Linked DNA regions of Mus musculus: regions 1 and 2 are each linked to region 3. The links are chromatin contacts, called in public HiChIP or PLAC-seq maps. All regions are on one chromosome and are shown on one strand. Each heading gives the region's core, a stretch centred on a gene start, on an enhancer-like site or on the middle of the called end of the contact. The rest is flanking DNA. Distances are from core to core; before and after follow the strand shown. Region 1 overlaps Ank (progressive ankylosis). Region 2 overlaps Ank (progressive ankylosis). Region 3 overlaps Trio (triple functional domain (PTPRF interacting)).

The links. HiChIP or PLAC-seq counts read pairs in DNA pulled down with a chosen protein or histone mark.
Region 1: a FOXA1 HiChIP or PLAC-seq map of pancreatic cancer cells shows a contact between it and region 3. The contact joins two enhancer-like sites. A contact is called at or near these places in 2 of 115 datasets of contacts at active chromatin or transcription factors (embryonic stem cells and pancreatic cancer cells).
Region 2: an HNF4G HiChIP or PLAC-seq map of pancreatic cancer cells shows a contact between it and region 3. The contact joins two enhancer-like sites. A contact is called at or near these places in 1 of 115 datasets of contacts at active chromatin or transcription factors (pancreatic cancer cells) and 1 of 9 other capture datasets (adipose tissue).

Annotation. Positions count from the first base shown.
Region 1 is chr15:27,505,244-27,507,943 of GRCm38.p6, forward strand. The region is part of intron 1 of Ank (progressive ankylosis); the gene reads left to right. Among named protein-coding and RNA genes, the nearest start is that of Gm29901, 15 kb to the right of the region's middle. Within about 2 kb of position 1,403, at least 58 of the 459 cell types and tissues checked have an H3K27ac peak or open chromatin away from gene starts, as enhancers often do. A contact at or near this core is called in pancreatic cancer cells, where this site is marked.
Region 2 is chr15:27,528,907-27,531,606 of GRCm38.p6, forward strand. The region is part of intron 1 of Ank (progressive ankylosis); the gene reads left to right. Among named protein-coding and RNA genes, the nearest start is that of Gm29901, 8.7 kb to the left of the region's middle. Within about 2 kb of position 1,280, at least 42 of the 459 cell types and tissues checked have an H3K27ac peak or open chromatin away from gene starts, as enhancers often do. A contact at or near this core is called in pancreatic cancer cells, where this site is marked.
Region 3 is chr15:27,848,692-27,851,391 of GRCm38.p6, forward strand. It overlaps Trio (triple functional domain (PTPRF interacting)), which reads right to left. Exons shown (of 57, transcript NM_001081302.1): 15 at 2,302-2,468; 16 at 242-361. Among named protein-coding and RNA genes, the nearest start is that of Gm29975, 150 kb to the right of the region's middle. Within about 2 kb of position 1,445, at least 58 of the 459 cell types and tissues checked have an H3K27ac peak or open chromatin away from gene starts, as enhancers often do. A contact at or near this core is called in pancreatic cancer cells, where this site is marked.

The DNA.
Region 1 (2,700 bases), core at 153-2,652, 340 kb before region 3:
GAATTGGCAGTGTGATGTCCAACTCGGGAGACCTTGAGCAGGTGTGGGAGCGCGGAGGAGAAAGGTGATGGGGGAGCTGTGTCAGCTCTGAAGAGCACTTGTTGTTCTTCCAGAGGACTTGAGTTCAGTTCCCAGCACCCATGTCAGGCAGTTCACAACCGGCTGTGACTCCAGCTCTAGTGGATCCAAACGGTCTATTCTGTCTGCGGGAACCTTAACTCACATTTGCGTACTCACATGCAAATACATACACCTACCCACCATTAAAAATAATACTAAAAGTAAATCTAAAAAAGAAAAAGGGATGAAAATGACATGGAAGCAGAAGCTGGCAGAGAGCCCACTGTTGGGTTCCCGACTGGAGAAAGTTTAAAGTTTGCTGTGGCCATGCTTTCTTTTACAGTCAGGTTACCTTCTTTGGGACGTGTCATTGGGTGATGTGGTCATTGTACAGACATCAGCTTGTACCTGGGCACACCTAGGTAGTACAGCTTCCTATATAGCTAGGAATTGTGTCACCCAGCCTTCTACATACGCAGGCCTTTTTCCCTAGGAAAATGTGTTATGAGGCTCGTGACCATATGGAAAACATTTAGAATATCTGGCACAAGGTTAAAGGTGTTCCTGTTACTAAAATATACTTAAGTCATGTTCTTCCCATATAAAGGAAGGAATGAGGAACGACAGGGACTCTGTAGATCTATGTGTATCCTGGCGGAGCACACAATGCTTACCTCTTACCATTTGTCTTTCTCATTTGTGCCACAGCTCTTGTCCATGAAGTGACAGGGCCCCACACATACATCCAGGGTTTTTAATCCCCCTGAACAGTTCTGCTATGTTCTGGGCCTCTGAGCCTTTCATCAGCCAGCTAGCAGGCTAGAGAAAAGTAAACTTACTTGCCTTCTGTTTTCTATATAGACTAAATCCAGACATAGGGGAGAACTGACACTACAGGCTGTTGGTGCTGCCCAGAACAGCACCTTAGTTAGTTTGTCATGGGCTGAGTGGTTTGCCCAGAAAGCATGAACCTCATGTGCATGGAAAAACACTTACCAGTGTGGACCTTATCATTTGGGTTTCTCTCATTTGCTTATCAGGCTAACCAAGTGCACTCTCAGTCAGTCTGCACAATTGGCCTCAGTGTCTCACCCTCTGCTGTTAATAATTAAGGTCTCTTACATGGACCTACAGTTAGTATTCTGGTCACATATGTTAATTAACCTGATGGCACTGGCATTTGAAGTGCAAATATTTTTTGAAAAAAAAAAAGATAAAAATATGTCAGTCCCCTGAGGATGACTGACCTTTGAATCAGGCGTTTCTTTAGGATGAGTCAGCTCAGTGCAGATAGGATCTGTCCCACAGATTCAGGGGGCTAAGAACTGTTTGGAAAGCACTGAGATTTACCATAGAGGTCGGATGGATGGGGCCCCTCTGTGTACAAAGGGCAGTGAGCGGAGTGGCTGGAATTGCTGAGTCAGTAGACTTGGTGTGCCAGCATCTGCGTGAGCTCTTAGAGCAAGCCACAGGACTCTTAAGGGTAGCCTAGATGTTTGCAGCCTCACCTGCCACAATCAACCCGACAGCTTGGCCTTCTCTATAATGGCAGCCAAACAAGGAAAGCACCTTGATCTTTGCTCTGTGGTCATCTGTTTCCCGTTTGGGCTTTATGGAAGCATCTGAAACAGGCAAGCTGTCTATGTGCCTGTGACTGACAGCTGTTAATGACATGCCTGCCCACTCCAGGTTCATCTTTGAGATGAGACAGAGTCTCTACTTGTAGCTTCCAGTTGGCCTCCAGCTCATTATGTAGGCTTACACCGCTCTTCCTCTCTCACCTTTGAGTGCTGCGGTACAGGCGTGCCCCACCATGCCGGGCTTTGCCCATGTGTTCTTTGTCACCTGTGTTTTTCAGCGTAGCCTTCCCTGAGTTGTGGAGGTGAGGGTACTCAGCTTTCATGGTTAGAAACTAGAGGCTTGGGACGCTAATCTAATCTTTGTCGGGCTAAGCTGAGGAGCCAGGGGAAGAAAACAGAAGCATCCAGGGCCAGTTCTTGTCTGGAGCAGCAATTCAGAACAGACCTTGGACTTGAGACTGCCTTCTTAGGAGCCAAGGAGCCTTTTATAACATATCAAGGATTACCCGATCTCAACGCTGCACGGCTCTTTTTGTATTTATTAACTCACGGGGTTTGGAAATGACCGTCCCTTTCCATGTTATAGTATACCGGTAGTTCCTCATTGCACACACTGGAAGGAAGGATCTTGTCTGGGTTCTCTGGCATAAAGGGCAGTTGCAGTTTGGAACTACTGTGGACGTGCACTATCAGACCTATTTGATTCAAATGTAGCTTAATCTCAAGATTAAAAGTGAAATTACTTCTCATATCTCTATTACTGCCTGGGGGCTGGGGGGGTGGGGGGAGACAATTTGGTATCTAATGCCCTTTAGGCTTCTAGTTCGGTTTTGACTTTGATTTCCAAGCTGAACTGAGTTGTGTGTCTATAACAGACGTCATTTCTAGGCTAGATGCACTTGATAACCCCACTCTTCCTTCTCCTCCTTTGCTTCTAATAAGGAATCTAGAAAGGAAGCAGACTTGGAGTTCGGATAAAGTGCTTTTCATACAAGCATGAGGATCAGGGTTCAAATCCCCAGAACCCTGTTAAAAAGCCATCTGCTATGGCAAAGAGAGG
Region 2 (2,700 bases), core at 30-2,529, 320 kb before region 3:
TCATCAGCAGTGGCGTCTCCCTACAATTCTTTTAAGGCTTGTTTTTTATTCCTGCTTAGCAGTTCCTTTAAAATACAATTTACAAAGGGATAGAAAGGCCGGTGAGGAGGTGACTTGGTCTTGTTCCAGGTGTATTTTAAGGCTGTATCCTTTTTGCAAAGTTTACAGCCAATGTCAACAAGTACTTGGTTTGTCTAATCTTTCTGTGGTTTGCATAGAAGGTAGATTGGATGTTTTTCAAAGTTGGGACTTCCTGTTTTTCCTCATCCCTGTTTTTCTCTGCGAATTCTTCAGTTTTTGCACCACCCAAGAAAACACTCAATGCAGAGTCATATGAGACAAGACTCCCGGTTCATACATTTTTGTGGGGATTGAAAACTAGATGATAAGAGAGCTTGTTGCTTGTTGTATTCTGTTTACTGTGCTTCCATCTTCAAATGAAAGCAAATATCTAGGGGGAGACAGTTTTGTTCTGTAAATTTAGAACTATAGGAGAACCTGGTGCATTTGAGCTTTCACAATCTGCTGGATCCTATATTATGGACCTGGAGGTTACCAGTGGTGGTGCCCACTAGTTACCCCGTGCTAGGGAGGCAAATGTCCCTAGGGTTCACTGGCCAGCCATTCTAGTTGAAAGGGTGAAATCCAGGCATAGGAAGAGACTGTTTCCCAAAACAGAGTGGAGAGTGATAGAGAAGACGCCTAAAGCCAACCTCTGGCCTCCACATGAACACGTACAAGCAAAGCCAAAGCCCCTCCCCCACCACACATATCCACCCCCTACACACACACCTTTTTATAGGGTGAGCAGTGCTTAAAGAATGATGCATGCAAGTTGGCCACTGGCCTCCACATACACATGTACACACATTCACAGATATATGCACATACATGTACCTGCACATATAGGACACACACACAGAAGGAGTTGTGAAGGCCAAATAGTGCATACATAGCTTAGAAACAAGGTTCTTTCAGCCTTTCAGTCCCAGGACTATGGAATACAACACGAGTCTGAGTAATTGTCCCGAACCTGAATGTCATCAGAGGCTATTACGTTTCCTTTAAAAGCTACAATTAAGCCATAGAAGGCTCTAGAGCAATGCTAGTTAAACCGTGTCAACACTGAGTTGGAATGCTTCTTGCATTTAGAATAAATACTGTTTTATGTATATAATACCAGATGGATTGAGATTTGGTCACACCCATATAGCCCCAGTGACCTCTTAAAGCATGACACACTCTTTTTGTCTGCACAGCTGCACTGGGCACACATTCCATTAGACCATTGTTCTAAGGGCTTATCCTGGCCATCTCGGTCATTGAGAGCTACAGTCATGGCTGTGGGTCTCCTCTAGCTATCCCGCCCACATCTGTCTGTTTGACCAATGCTTGTCCCTCTTGTGTATTTTCCTCTGCCCTTTCCCGGGCTTCTTATCATCAGTTCACTGAGTCTGTCCTCCTTAGTTTCTTACAGACATGCTGTGCTCCTTCCTGGCTCTCACGTTTGCTAGATCTATAAAGAAATGCACAGAACGAACGGGGTGAGTTGTGGTGCATGTCTGCAATACCAGCACTCCTGAAGTAGCAGCAGAAGGATCAGGGACTCAGGGTCATCTTTGGCTGCAGAGAGAAGTTCAGGGCCAGCTTGGGGCACATATCTCAACACCAATTAGCCAGCCAGCCAATCAACCAGCCAACCAACCAGCCAGCCAACCAGCCAGCCAGCCAACCAGCCAATCAACCAACCAACCAACCAACCAAAGAAAGATGCATATAAATTTAGTGTGTACAGTATACCTTCCTGGCTCCCAGCTCATGTACATGGTGCATTGGCCTAAAAAGTTACTATGTTCACTGTCTGAGGCAAATGTGATTCTGATGCTAGACAGATAGGCCTAGTCTTTAAGTATAGCTGAATGAATGAAATACTTCTATGAGTAATTCAAATTTGCCAGCAGTTGCTATGGCGGGAGCTGTTGTGGGGCACTAGTTGGTTAGAGGGGTTACAGGGAGAACAACTTGGCTGTGTTCTCAGAAGATCGGCAGAAGGTAGGAGGAAGCCACCCACTGCTCCTCAGATAAGCAGGGAGACAAGTGAGGATCTTCAAAGAGTGGGCTTCATAGATTGATTTTATTTATTTGTTTGGTGGTGATGTTTTCCATCAGTTTATGTACATTCATGCTTTAGTTTGAGAAGGCATCTTATTCTGTAGCCCAGGCTAGCCTTGAGCTCGCAGCAATCCCTCTGCCTCTCAAATGCTGCTATTGCAGGTACAGGGCACCATACCTAGCTTTGGTATGTGCTTTTGTAAACAGTCTCACTGTAACCTGGGCCAGTTTGCAAAACTCACTAAGTGGTCCAGGCTGGCCTCGAACTCACGGCAGTCATCCTGCCTCTCAAGTGCTGGAATGACATGCATGAGCCATCACACCTGGCTTCCCACAGTGTTCATGCAGGCAATACTGATAGTTCTGTAAAAGCTTTTAGGATCCTAGGAAGCCTTTATTGACTTGCAGACTGGCTAAGAGGCCTTTGTGCTCTAGAGACTCCAGGCCAGTTGTTCTACCTGCTTTAGACAAATCACAGTTTAGGCACTGAAGTAAGAAGGAGGAGGAGCAGGGCCTGAGCAGCTGCAGGCTTTGGGACAGTACACAGTTCCTAGGGTTTAGCCTTGTGGGTCAGAAATCATGGTGCTC
Region 3 (2,700 bases), core at 195-2,694:
TGTTCCATGGGACAGAATGAGGCTCTGATCCCTGGGACACTTGCTGCAAGGTGGTTCTCAATGCTCTGCAGTTGTGGGCTGTTTGCTTTGCCCACAGTCAATGACTAGCTGACGGGCTGACAAGCACTGTCATTCTCTCCTGCTCGGGCTGTGGCTGGCTCCAGTGGGAGGTGTACCACCAAGCCAAGGGTTATCAGGCTGGTCTCCAGGCCATAAACTCCACCCGCAGACACCACCTTACCTCAATCGCATGCTGGAACTGCTCGTGTTCTCGCTGCAGCTGCTCGGCTTCCTGCAGCGAGCTGGCCGTGATGAGCCCAGCATTTAGCATGGACTCTCCATTTCGGATCCAGCCCAGCACCTGAAAACGGGGCAGAAGGCAGCTCTAAGCAGTGGTCCTTCTAGCGCCCTGCAAGGTTCCTGGGATGGGGGTGGGTCTACAAAGCGGTCCACAGTGGTTCTCAACCTGTGGGTTGCCACCCCTTTGGGGTCAAATGACCCTTTCACATGGGGTAAACTTAACCACCGAGGGGAAAAACAGATATTTACATTATGATTCATAATAGTAACAAAACTAGCAATAGAAATAATTTTACGGTTGGGGAATCACCACAACATGGGGAACTCTATTAAAGAGATCAGGAAGGTTGAGGAGAGCTGGCCTAGAGGTCCTGGTAAGGAGACAGCCCTGACTTCCTTACAATCTTACCAACAGAGCCTACAATCCCCACAGGGCTCTCACCACAGACACTGCCACAAGGGCACAGAAGGTCTGGGTTGTTTTTTTTTTTTTTTTTAAGATGGTGGAGGGAACGGGCTATGAGAACACAGACCAAGACTGTTCCATGTTATAAAGCAAACTTGTTCACTGAATGAGTTCCCTGACACTTGAGGGAAGTCCTGCTACTTCCTGTCCAGACTCTCACCTAACCCATAGTAAACTGGCCACTTACTTAGTCAGAGCAACTCCTTTGTTTCACTGACTTTCCAAGGACGATCAGTGTTAAATGACACTATAGCCCAGGTGTGAAATAGATTCCTCCACAATGCTCAGAGGCCAAACCAAGGGACTCAAGTGTACACACTACAGGGGTGTAGGCAAGCCTGTAGGACAGTCTTAATCAATGATGATGGGGAAGGCCCAGCCCGCTGTGGGTGGGACCACCGCTGGGAAGGTAGCCCTGGGGAGCAAGCCAGTGAGCAGCACCCCTCCACGGCCTCTCACAGGCTCCTGCTTCTATGTTCCTGTACTGCCGAGTTCCTGCCCTCACTGCTTTTCATGACGAGCTGTTGTATGGAACTCTGAGTGAAACAAGCCCTTTCCTCCTCAAGCTGCTTTCAGTCATGGTGTTTCATCTCAGCAATGGTAATCACAGGCTGTGGCTGGCTCCAGCGGGAGGTTGTGGGACACCAGCCACAATCTCAGCCTGGTGTGTCATAGGGCCATGGGGTGAGTAAACACCACGGCTGACTCATTACAGGGGTAGAATGGCTTCTGAAAGCCATCTTCACAGTCTAAGCAAAGACAGCCTGTAAGGTGTATAACTACATCAGTCCTTAAATAAGTGGTTTTTCTTGAGGGAAGAAGAAATGCTCACAGGTTACAACACTGTGTCTCCTTTAAATGTACAATACTAGTGACACTAATGCTACACAAGAGAATAGCAGCCCCCATCCCCATCACCTGTGGTGCCAGGAGCATGTGCTCTTCTGTGAACACAGCCTGTGTCTGCACCACAGCAGGCCGTGGCTGAGGCTCCTGGCACTTCCTTCAACAAGGCCAGGGCTGGCTTTCTGTGCAATGGACAGAATCTAACAGCCTCACTCCTCCATCTAGACCCTCCATCAGGGAGCGCTCCTTTATCCCCACCACGGGACACAGTGTGATATCTATACTTGACTCTAGTGGTATTGAATCCATTTGTCTCAGCTTCGCCCTAAATGTGACATTCTATATAGTATGCAGCTAACTCAAGAAAAGCCTAGACTTGCAGTCTGCAGATATGTCCAGATTAATAAACATTTAGGGGGAAAATCATGCATTTCCTTAGCCTAGGAAGTAATATGCTTTAAGCAAGGGACCACCAAGTAGGAAAGGATAGGCAGGGACAACACACTCAAGAGCTATGGCTGCTGAGCGGGCAGCTCTTCCACTCCAGCTGGCCATCCACGGAGGGGTGGGCTTCATTTCTACCATGAGATGCTGTCCAAGGGCAAGAACAACCTTACACAGCGGGACATGGTAAATTCTCCCCGAGGCCAACCGGTCAAGAATTCCCATCATTCCTCAGTGTCACGCACCTGCTTCACTTCCGCCTGCAGGTGGCGCAACTGCACACACTGCTCCAAGTGTTTCCGATGCTGCTCAGCTGCCAAATCCAACTCCTGCTGCTTCTCATGAAGAAACTCCAGGAGGTCCTGAACCCGAGTGGCCATGTCCACATCTCTGTCACAAAGCAGCTCCACACCTGTGAACAGTCGTAGGCGACCGGTATTCAACTCACACCATCGGTCAGCGTCTCTTGCCCAATGCACTACCCAGTGTGGCTTGTGAAAAAGGCGCCACAGGGGGCCACCTGCACTAGCAGCCCAGTTCAGGGAGACCCAGGCCAGCAGAGATGTTTCTATACACATATCCAGCGGGCCAGGGCGTGAAAGGGTGCACAGCTGAGCTGACCCTCTGGGACTTAGTGACAGGGT